Regions from separate parts of the Mus musculus genome. Here region 2 is linked to region 1. The links are chromatin contacts, called in public promoter capture Hi-C maps. All regions are on one chromosome and are shown on one strand. Each heading gives the region's core, a stretch centred on a gene start, on an enhancer-like site or on the middle of the called end of the contact. The rest is flanking DNA. Distances are from core to core; before and after follow the strand shown.

Evidence for each region. Capture Hi-C pulls out chosen DNA fragments and counts their contacts.
Region 2: a contact with region 1 is called in a promoter capture Hi-C map of adipose tissue. The contact joins the promoter of Slc45a4 here to the promoter of Chrac1 in region 1. A contact is called at or near these places in 1 of 115 datasets of contacts at active chromatin or transcription factors (pancreatic cancer cells) and 1 of 9 other capture datasets (adipose tissue).

What each region holds. Positions count from the first base shown.
Region 1 is chr15:73,088,859-73,094,358 of GRCm38.p6, reverse strand. It overlaps Chrac1 (chromatin accessibility complex 1), which reads right to left and starts at 3,947. Exons shown (of 3, transcript NM_053068.3): 1 at 3,776-3,947; 2 at 1,400-1,526; 3 at 284-835. The coding sequence starts at 3,922. The coding sequence ends at 720.
Region 2 is chr15:73,620,281-73,626,161 of GRCm38.p6, reverse strand. It overlaps Slc45a4 (solute carrier family 45, member 4), which reads left to right and starts at 1,418. Exons shown (of 8, transcript NM_001033219.4): 1 at 1,418-1,836.

The DNA of each region.
Region 1 (5,500 bases), core at 2,698-5,197:
ACTTGCCTTTTGGTCATGGTGTTTCATCACAGCTACATACGCTCTCAGACACTGAAGACAGCTGCTTCAGTTGCATATGATGGATGGGTGGATAAGCTGGGGCTCTTCTCTGGAAATGAAACAGCTACTTACTTGCTGCTGCTGTTTGCTTTGGTGCTAAGAATGGTCCCAGAGCCCAGTGTGTGTGTGCTAAGCACATATTCTACCAGCATCACAGCTCAAGCCAGAAAAGCTCACTATGAAATTTCACAAAGAACCTAAAACCACTTCAATGAAGCATATTACTGTACAATACAGACCTTTAATGGAAAGAGGAAAGCAAATTCCTGTACAATAAAACTGCATAGTCCTTTTTTTAGAAAGCGAACATCAAAGGTAGCACAGTATGCATGTAGTCTGTGAGAACAGTGTGTCCACGCGACTACACAGCTGCCAGGGAGCTTCCCAGGTCTGCCCTGCAAGTTCAATGTGAGGTTCAGTGGTGTGTGCTACTGTACCCAAAGCCAGAGCAGTGCCATCTGCCCAGGACTCTCCCAGTGGGAGAGAGGAGATGGCTGAAGGGCCTGTAGAGGAGGCTGCTGCTGTCCAGTCCTTTCCACTGCAAGAGGGAATGCAACAAGTTGCAAGTCTGAGACAAAGTTGCAGTGCCCTTCACTTCGCAGCTGTTAGTCTGTCCTTGCATGTGCTCACAGGACAGGATGAGAGCTCTTCTTGCTGGCCTAAGCCAGGGCTTCACCAAGGTCGCTTCCATCGTCCTCATTGTCCTCCTCCTCTTCCCTCTTCTCTTTGAGCATTTTCAGGTACTTACTAGCTAAAATCTTCTTTGGTAATATATCTTAAAAGCGGAAAACATTGTCAATAATTGGTTATGGTGAACTATGACTACAATGATTCAAGTTTCAAAATGTATCATTTCCACCTTTAACTCTAGAACACCTTCTAAAGCAGATGAAATCCAGGTATGATTCTAGGTGAAGAGTCACAGAAACAGGCAGTTTCCTGGCGCATGCTTACAAAATCGTTCACATTCCACAGCTGGTAAACACGTTTTGTGAACAGCACTGTCCAAGCTAGCTGAGGGAGGCTGAGCTGGCCCCTGGGCTAGACTGAAGCTCTTTCTAGCCAGAGCCTGCTCCATGGCTGCGTGCATGCTCTGTCTAGGGGTGCTGGGGGTACAGGACAAGCTCTAAGTGAGTCGGCTTGGCCAGGGAAGCACCTGCATACTGTTGGCTTCTTGGTGGGCTCAAATGGAGAAGGCTAGTAATATCTCCCTGTGCCAGATCAGGGTAAACTGAGGCACCAAGCAGAACAAAGGGAAGAAGAGCTCACACTACAAGGTTTGTTTGTTTTTGTTTTTGTTTGTTTTTTTTTTTAACAGAATGCCCCAAAGGTTAAGTACCTGCGAGAAACTGAAGTGTCTCCGAGTCCTCTGCAGTGCTGGCTAAGTCGCTGTACGTCAGTGCTTTCTTGGCTTTGCCACTTCCGTGTCTGTAGGAACAGGTGGCTAGGTACTGAACAAAGAGCTCCTAAACCAACACAAAGAAAATCAAACGAGAGGGCTCGGTCAAAAACCCACCGCACATTTTATAAGCTTAACACTCCATTAATACTTCAGATTATCTTGGTTCCTCGATTCAAATGACAGGAAATCAGTTTACAAGAGACAGAAACATAAGACCAGAAAGGAAGCAGCAGGCAGTTAGTTCCCAGCTGAGCTTAGGTGTATAACATAAATATTTACAAATGATTACAGGGGTATCAAAAATATTTACAAGTGGTTTCAGGGAGTGCTGTGATCCATACCTATCATATCAACACTCAGGTGGAGGTAGGAGGCACAGGGAAGCAAGGGCAGCTATGGCTATATATCAAGTTCAAGGCCAGTCTGAGCTAAATGAGCTGCTGTCTAAAAGGGAGGAAGGGGTGGGGTGTTACCAGCCTACACAAAATGGAGTAAAAGGCCAGGCAGTGGTGGTGCATGCCTTTAATCCCAGCACTTGGGAGGCAGAGGCAGACCTATCTGAGTTAAAGGCTAACCTGGTCTACAGAGTTCCAGGACACCCAGATCTACACAGAGAAACTATGTCTTGAAAAATGAAAACCAATCAACCAAATTACATCTGGCTTGCAAAGGACTATATTACAGACATAAGGTGCCAGGCGTCTGTGTCTATTTCAGTCCCTTGTTTTCTCATAACTATAATAAAAATCAAAAACCTCAGACTGAAAAATGACATCTCATTTTGCCCAAATACCTTCTAGGTACAGAACTGACAAGAGCCCAATGCTCAGAAATAAAAACTGAACCTTCCCCAGGGTTCAGTATTATCTCAGCTAGTACGTGATCAGAGAACTGTCTGCATAGTGATTAGGTCCTTAACACTAGAATGAAGCTTACAAAAAAAATGTGAATCCTAGCACCACACAGAAATAAGAGGAAGACCACCATGATCTTTTCCTTTTTTTTTGTTTTTTGTTTTTAAATAGGTTCTACTTTTTTGTTGTTGTTGTTGTTGTTTTTTTTTTTTTTTTTTTTTTTTTTTTTTGAGACAGGGTTTCTCTGTGTAGCCCTGGCTGTCCTGGAACTCACTCTGTAGACCAGGCTGGCCTTGAACTCAGAAATCCGCCTGCCTCTGCCTCCCAAGTGCTGGGATCAAAGTCATGCGCCACCATTGCCCAGCCACCACCATGATCTTAAGATGATTTAGAAATGAGACATGTATAGTTTACATGTAAATATACACCACTGTCTAAAAGGGGCTTGTTATCCTAAGATTTGTATTTGGCTTTGGAGGACCAATCCAAAGATACTGGGGAACTATTGTTATTTTATCAGGATCTACTTAAGGTTGACTCTATTGCAGTCACAAGATTTGTACCTTTGTCCCTAGTCCAAAATATTGTAAAAAAAAAAAAAAAAAAAAAAAAATGCCACGCACTGAATGAAGTTCTAGAAGCAGAGGCTGGAAAAGAAGGTAGAGCCAATAGTCATGGCTGGGTCTCAGAACAATAAGGTTCCCGGCCTACCACTATCGAAACCAAACTTTAAACCAGGAGTGGGGTCAGGAAATTTTAATCGCCGTACTCAGAAGGGCCAAGACCAAGGTGGCAGGGTGTGGTGGCACAAGCCTTAAACCCCAGCAACACTTGGTAGGCTGAGACAAGCAGATCTCTTTCGAGTTCAAGGTAATTCTGGTGGTTTACAGAGCTCCAGGATAGGGAAAACATACTGAGAGATGGCTGGAAATATAGAACAAAATAAGAAGACAAAGCGATGTGTGTTGGGAGGGGACTATGCGGTTATAATTTAACTTGTGACAGCGGATGTCTGCGTAAACTCTGACTACCTCCAGAGTCCTGAGGGCTGAAGAGCCCTAGACAGCCTTGCAAGCCGTCCTGGAAGCTTGGAGAACCTTCCCGCATCTTCCTGGGGGAAGTCAGAGTCAGCCCGACCTCCCGCACGACATAGACCCGCCTCAACTCGCGCACGCAGCCGAACCCTTAACTACGCGTGCGCGAGGCCCAGCGGGGAGTGACGCGGGAGGCGGGGCGCAGAGGACGCTGGGAGCCAGACGATCCTGCAGAGCGAAAGCGGCGCAGTGGGCGGAGCTGAGCCCGCGGGAGGGGAGGAGGAGGTGTGTAGCGCGCAGACGCAAGAGAAAGAGGCGCCGCGCGGCCCCCGCAGGGCAGCCAAAGGCCAAGGCGCGTGTGTGCGGAGCCCGAGGGGCGGTTGGTGCCCGCGCCCGCCCCTCTCGTCGCCCCGCCGGCCGCTCACCGTGGCCTTGGCCGTGAGCACCAGCGCCTCCTGGTTGATGCTCGACACCTCGGGAGAGCTCTTCATGATGACTCGGATGCGGGACAGGGGCAATGACACGAGCCGCTGGTCCCCGCACTTTTCCTTCCCCACGGCCGCGTCCGCCATCTTCCGCGTCCGTCCCGGGCGGCCCGTGATGCTTCGCGCGGCCGCGCCTGCGCAGACGCTGTGGAGCGCGGTGGCCCGAAAGCCTGGGAGCCGGCGCCCGGGAAAATCCCTCTCGGAAACGCCGGGGCAGTCTCCCGGAAGAAGCGCTCTCAGGCGTCCGAGTGCTTGCTCGGGCAGTCCCGAGCTGCACAGATTTGTCCTTTCAAAAACTGGAGAGATGTCTTAGGAGGTCATGTTCTGGAGGGAATCAAACGAACCATGGCAACAGTTTGGCCAGAGGAATAGGGAGGAAAGGCGGCCACTACCCATGTCTTTCTTGAGGCGTATGGGGATTAGCCTGCTAAGCAGACAGGTGAACTGAATGGTCCTAGAGTCTTCTGTAATCCCACCACAATGCCAAAAGGATCACCAAGAGTTCTAGCCAGCCTGGCCACACAAGGTCTTGTTGAAGAAGATGGGCCATGACTTTAGAATGAAGACTATTAGAAACATCCTATCAAGTGGTCTGGAGGGAGCGTCCAAGAATATCAGAAAGTGGGACTCCACGGCAGATGAAACCGTGAGACCGTGGACTTTTGCTTAGATGAGCTGTGGAGTAAACTTGGGAGAGTAAAGTTGATGTGGTCTGAAGAGAACAAAAACTCCTAAGATGGCACTAAATATAGTTGGAGGAACTAAATCGGCAGGGTTTTATAGATTGGATCATGTTTGGTTTTAGTGTCGTCATTACCGTAGTATATCCTAGTCCAATAAACATAAGATACAACTGTCCCTCAGTATCTATTGGGGGATTGGTTCTAAGATCCCCACACATACTGAAATTGTACATGCTGAAAAGTCTTTTTTTTTTTTTTTTTTTTTTTTTTGTGTGTGTGTGTGTGGTTTTTTGAGACAGGGTTTCTCTGTATGGCCCTGACTGTCCTGGAACTCACTTTGTAGACCAGGCTGGCCTCGAACTCAGAAATCCCCCTGCCTCTGCCTCCGGAGTGTGTGCGCCACCACGCCCGACAGAAAAGTCTTAAATACAAAAGACGACAACTGCATAACGCCTAGGCACATTCTCATACAATACCCATGTCTTCTTGATTAAGTGCTTCGTGAATGCCATATGAGTAGTTGCTGGACTGTTAGGGAACAATGATGAGAGATTTCTACATGTCCAGTCAGCAGGGATGGGTTTTGTTTTGTTTTGTTTTGTTTTTTTTCCTGAATACTTTGTATCCCAGGTTGTTTGAGACCATAGATGTAGAACTTATATCCAGTGTTAGTGTCAGGCACGAAGGCACAGTTGGTGAGCAAGCTAGCTGCGTGCTCTCAATAAGGCTATGTTCACCCAGATGTCTGGGGAAAGAATACCATTTCCAGTGGGAAGTGTCATAACTGGTAAGCTGGCCTCTGAGAAGTGATGTTTGTTCTCAGATCTGCAGCAAAGGAAAGCCGTTAGACAAGATGAGTTTTGCCTGCCTTTCACATGCTTCCTTTCACCCAAGTGAGGCAGACAAGCATAGGACTGTTTTAGGAAGCTAGGATGCCACTAGGCTTGGGCTGTGCACACTTCTGAACAATGCCACTAATAGC
Region 2 (5,881 bases), core at 169-2,668, 530 kb before region 1:
TTCTTAGGATCCTGCTCTGCTCAAGCCGTTGCTAAGTTTCTCAATAGTCAGGGATGGAATCCAACTTGAGCAGGGCAAACCATGGAGACACTGGGATGTTTCCAGTTGACACTGCACTGATAATTCATTTGGTGGCTTCCACCTGAGGTGTAGTAGGTTTGCAGAGAATGGTTGAGGTTCGTGTTGGGGAAGGCCACAGTGGGTGACTCCAACCCTTCTCTTCCCCATGGGCTCTGGCCTTTTTGCAGGGACCAGGAGCCAATACAGGTCCTGGGTGTTTCTGTGGCTTTTGAAAAATAAGGGTTAATTGGCTAGTACTTTTATTTTCTAGATTGAAAATAGTTTGAATAAGTTGGGTATGATAGCACACACCTGTATTCCTAGGGCAGCTAAGACCAAAGGAATATTATTTTTTATGTGTATGAGTATTTTCCTGTGTGTACCCCTGTGCACCACATGTATGTCTGGTGCTCAAGGAGACAGTGAGCCTCTAACACAGATACTGGGAGTCCGACCCGGGTCCTCTGCAAGAACAACAAGTGCTCTTAACCACTGAGCCAGCTCTCCAGCCCCTAGTTTAATTTATTTTCTAATTTGGATTTTTTTGAGAAAAGGTTTCTGTGTGTAGGTAGCCCTGGCTGTCCTGGACCTCAGATCTGCCTGCCTCTGCCTTCTGAGTGATGGGATTAAAAGGCCTGTGCCACCACTACTGGGCAATCTAGTTAAACAGAGTTCTGCATCTATGGAGGCCAGGATCCCCTTAAATGGATTTACAAGCGGTTGTGTATCGCCTGATGTGGGTGCTAAGAACAAACCTGGGTCCTCTGCAAGTGTTCCTAACTGCTGAGCCATCTCTCCAGGCCTATGTTGGGTTTTTAGACAGGATCTCTTCCTAACCTATGTGGTCCTGGAACTCACTGTAAGTCACATTGTTCTAGAACCCGTGGGATTCTCCAAGTGCTGGAAATATGGGTGTGTGCTGTCATGCCCTTCCCGCCCCTGAATCTTTTAAGGGTCTGCATGTGTTTGTGGGCTTGTACAATGACCACTTCCTACCTTGATCTGCTTTAAATGCCTGCACTTGAGGCTACCTCTCGGACCAAGTGTCTAAGGACAAGGTTGGAGCCCCATTAGAGGTCCTCTGATGCTGAGGGTCATGGCTTTTCAGAACACTCACCAAACCGAGTCATTTATTGTTCCCTTGTCATCAGTTCCAGCAGAAATTGGGAAGAAGAGAAGCTGAGTTCTGACCTGTCCTCCTAGAGGCTGGAGGTGGTAGCAGAGATGTGGGCATCTGGCACAGTGGTGTCATAGTGGGCTGCCTCTTGTTGGAATTAGGAATCTCCCCTTATGCCTTTGTGACTCTAGGTACTGTCCACAACTTGATCTTTAGTTAGAAATTGATTTAGACTCCCCCAGTGTGTAGTGGACACCTTAGCCAACTGTGTATTCAGCTACAGAAGATCCACTGGATCTCTGTCCTTTACCTCTGCCCTTGCTGATGATCTGTCCCAACTCCTGGAGGCCATGTCTGGAATAGAAACCATGGGATGGGAGCCCGCTCCCTGGCCCTGGGAATGTGGAGGTGCACTGCGAACCCTTGCTGAAGCTTGTCATTTGGCCTTTAGAGGGTTTTTGGTGAGAAGACTGAAAATTTAATGCTTTAAATGTCCTGGCTGAGAAGAGCAGACACTTGGGGCAGCTGCAGAGATTGTTCCTTGACCACAGCCTGTTTAGCTGTGTTCCCTGCCTTAGGAGTGAGTCCCGTGCTGTATGTGCTGCAGTTTCCTTGTGTCTTCTGTTGGCCTGTGCGCCTGAGCACTGCTTATATAACAGGTAGGTGTGTGTCCTGGAGAAGCAGTGTGTAATGGAGGCAGTGGCTTATGCCTCAGTGGGATGCAGCTCACACAGGCGTTACCAAAGACTACTCTGCAGACTGTATACCTAGAAGTACCCTGCAGATCTCTGCGCATGGGGGATAGGCTCTGGCTTTGGAGGAGGGCCAATGCTCATCTCTGCATTGGGGCACCTAATCTGTGTATGGCTCCTTGGAGAGGCCTTTCTTGTTGCCATGCATGACTCACTTTACTGGTAGTGTGAAGAGTCCATAGTGATAGCCCTATATAGCAAAGGAGGGAGGAGTTATTGGAGCATCTTTGAAAGGTGAGGGAGGCCCAGGGGGGCCCAGTCCTGAGATGGCTATCCTTTTGGAACAGGTGGACCCTGAGCTTTGTTGTGAGCTTCAGAGGCCCTTCTGCACAGGCCTCTGCTAGCTATCCCTCTGCACACATTGATAGATCACTTAGTTGTGTGGGAGCATGCAGGCTCTACACACCACAGTGGGCCTGGAGTGGACGTTTCTAGGTGGTGGGCACCACGGAGACAGAGGAACATTGAGATGAAGAGGAGATGAAAAGTGCCTCAGCCTCTGTCTGCAGGACTAAGGGACACAGGCTGACTGGTTAAGGGATTAGGTTTTTATCCCCAGGCGAATTCTATTCGAACCAAGTAAACAGCATAGAGTTACTTACCTTGGGCCACTTGCCAAACTGGAAATATCTTGGATCTGGTGCTCTTTTCTTTGGGTTGCTGTTGACTGTGGAAGATTTTGACCCTATTCCATTTCGGAGTAGGGAAGAACAACTTATTTTTCAGAACGGCAAATAAGGAAAAGAATGAAAGTATCTTAGAGTGTCTGTTTCCAGCCATCTCCTGGGAGGAACGCTTTTATAGACACCAGGCAGCCTTGCCAGCTGTGGCTAACTTTCCGTCCATAGTGTGCCTCAAGGAGAAGGCCAGGGCTGTCCTTGCCCCTACAGCTCTGGCCTGCCTCTCTCGTGTTCTGCCTGGGCCCCCTGCCATGGGGCAGGCCTTGGTGTTCTTCGTTCTGGCTTTCCTGCAGTTTGTTTGTAAGAATGTTGTGGTCAGAGGTCAGCATGGTGCTGAATGTGCCCTTGAAAGGCAGTTGACAAATCATCCTTTGGATCCATGTTAAAGTGGGTTTGTATTGGTAAGGTCTGTGTGAAAGCATCCTAGCTCTGACCTGTAGCATCCACACAGGACATGCTCAAGTTGTATGATCTGCCCTAGACTTCCTGTGGAAGACGTCACACCAGTTCTCTGGTGTGCTGCCAGCCATCCCTGCAACTCTGTCCTCAGTGGCAGAAAACTGAGCAGCCAAAGCCCTAAGTGTCTCCTAGGATAGCTGACAAAGGCCCCAGAGTGCAGTCTCACTCTCACACCTCCTGGTTTGCCCTCCTGCAGACTTGTCTTCAATGGCTGACTGCTGCTCTGGCAGCAAGGCCTGCCCCACTGCTGCCCACCTGGAAGGAATCTGGAGTGAGCAGGAACTGAGTGGCAGGGCTGTGAACAGCAGCAGGACTTAGGGAAGGTCTGTACACAGTGGGCAGAAGTGAGGTTTCTTAAACTTGGCTTCCATCAGAAACTGGTATCTAAAGTTTTGTACTTCCAAATCAGAAACTTATCCCTTTATTAATAGCTCAAGCAGATGAGCGGGGTGGTATGGGCGCACGTCTTTAACCCCAGCACTAGGGGGGCAGAGGCAGGTGGATCTCTGAGTTTCAGGTCAGCGTGGTCTACAGAGTGAGTTCCAGTACAGCCAGGGCTACACAGAGAAACCCTGTCTGGAAAACCAAAAAAAAGGAAGGAAGGAAAGAAACTAAGCTGAAGTCAGACTCAAGACCCCACTGTTCTCTTTTATCCCCCCAAGTATCTTAAGCCTCTCCCTTTAATAAGTTCATTTTCTATTCTCTGTTCTATCATTGAGTACTGAACTTGCCCAGGAGACTGTGGCAGTGCACCTGATGGGTGAGCCCCCAGGACCTGCCACCTGCAGGGTGCTGAGGATTAACGCAGGGACCAGGAACAGAGAGGTCAGAGGCAGAGCCCACCCCGGCACCCAAAGCCCTGCAACTATTGCAGCCTCTACCACCACCACCACCACCACCACCACCACCACCACCACCACCACCACCACCACCACCATCACCTCCTCTTCCTCCTCCTCCTCCTCTTCCTGTTCCTCTTCTTTCTCTTCTTCCTCTTCCTTTTTTTCTTTTTCCTTTTTTTTTTTTTTTTTTTTTTTTTTTTTTGGTAAAACTGCCTCTTTGTCAGCTTTCACTTCTTGTGTAGGCAGGTCCCAAGCTAATATTTATCCTGCCCCCTCCAAAAAAAATTTTAAAAATGCTGGCGTGGGGAGCATTTACAAGGACTTTATTAATTGCTGAAAGGGAATTACTGCCTTAAACTGAGGCAGTTGTGCTTGACTTCTGATTAAACAGTTGTTAACAGATGGAATTGTTTTGGTCTCACTTGTAAAGGCTTCTTTTTCATGTGGATATTGTCTGTTGTGGCGGGCTCTGGCTGTATGCTCAGGGCTCAGACCTGGATTTAGACCAGGAACACTGGGAGCTTTTGTGATGCATATATCCAGGCATGCTTTTTTTTTTTTAAATAAGATTTATTTATTTTTATTTTGTGTACATTGGTGTTTTGCTGCATGTATGTCTGTGAGGTAGTTTGGTCCCTGGAACTGGAGTTACAGACAGTTGCAAGCTGCCATATGGGTGTTGGGTATTGAACTCAGGTCTTCTGGAAGAACAGCCAGAATTCTTAACCACCGAGCCATCTTTCCAGCCCCCAGGCATGCTCTTTTATGATTGGCAGGCTTTTCAGAAATGCAGACTTTTATACTAGAAGCCCCCAACTTTATATGAGTTTAAAACCTGGGAGGATCTCCTTCCCTCTGAGTGTGGTGGAAGTGACCACAGATCTGAAGGCTGGGGTTGGTTTTGAACTCCTTTATTCTGTAGTAAAGCTAGCCACAGCTGGCTTCCCTCTAGTGCACACCCTTCACGTGGCAATTCCCTGGACTTTCCGAATGGGTGGGTGTGAGGCTGTGAAATGCCTCCTGGAAGGCAGGAAGGAGCCAGGAGCTTGGCATCCAGGGCACTTCCACTTTGAGTAGCTCCTGCTTTCTCTAGGCACTCGGAAGGTGAGTGAGGGTGGGCTGGTATGGTCTGAGATTGAGAGATGGGTTCTGTCCTCAAGAGCACGAAGGGGGTTGCCAGTGATAGTACACGTGGAGCTGAGAGCGGTGGTAAGGAAGTCAGTGGTGAGGCCCAGAGGCCAGGAAGTTAAGGACAGAGGTGACTGTCCTGGAGGCTCGAGCCATTCCCCCACATCTTCTCAGTCTCTCCAGTTCTTGATGTGACAGGTTCTGGGCTAAGCTCTGTCTGGACTCTCCTGACCTTGTTAAGACCCTAGTACTTCCTCTTTGGTCAGCTGATTCCATTTTCTTGCAAGCCTCTTGCTCTTTTCCCTTGCCCTTGCCCTGGCCTGGCCTGTGGCCAACACTCTGAGCTCTTTCTGTAACTTGAGGCAGCATACACAGCTGGCCACTGTCTATCCCCTTGGGCATCAATCTGGGTATAAAACTCCTGCTGGGTTGTATTCTATGGAGTACACTAGGGGACTCTACCCAGATGTCCAGGATGGCAGCATTGAGTCAAAGAACATTGTAGAATTGGCTGATTGCACAGAAGTTTGCAGTATAAACACAGACTTTCAAATGAATTTCCATTTGTTTACACTGGAGACAAAATGCAGACCACTTTACATGTATTCATTCTGGCATGGTCTACTATAGAATCTAGTGATTTGTGCCTATAGTAGACTCACATGTGACCCTGCACTAGGCATTTACAGGAAACACACGCATATATATATTGCATACAAGAATGAGGAAACACTGTGTCCAGTGTACTGTGGCCTGCCTGCCTAATTCTCTCAGCATAAAGGTTCATGTTTCAGCTTCATATCCAAAACAGAGCAGCAAGAGTTGCTTCTAAGGGACAATTAT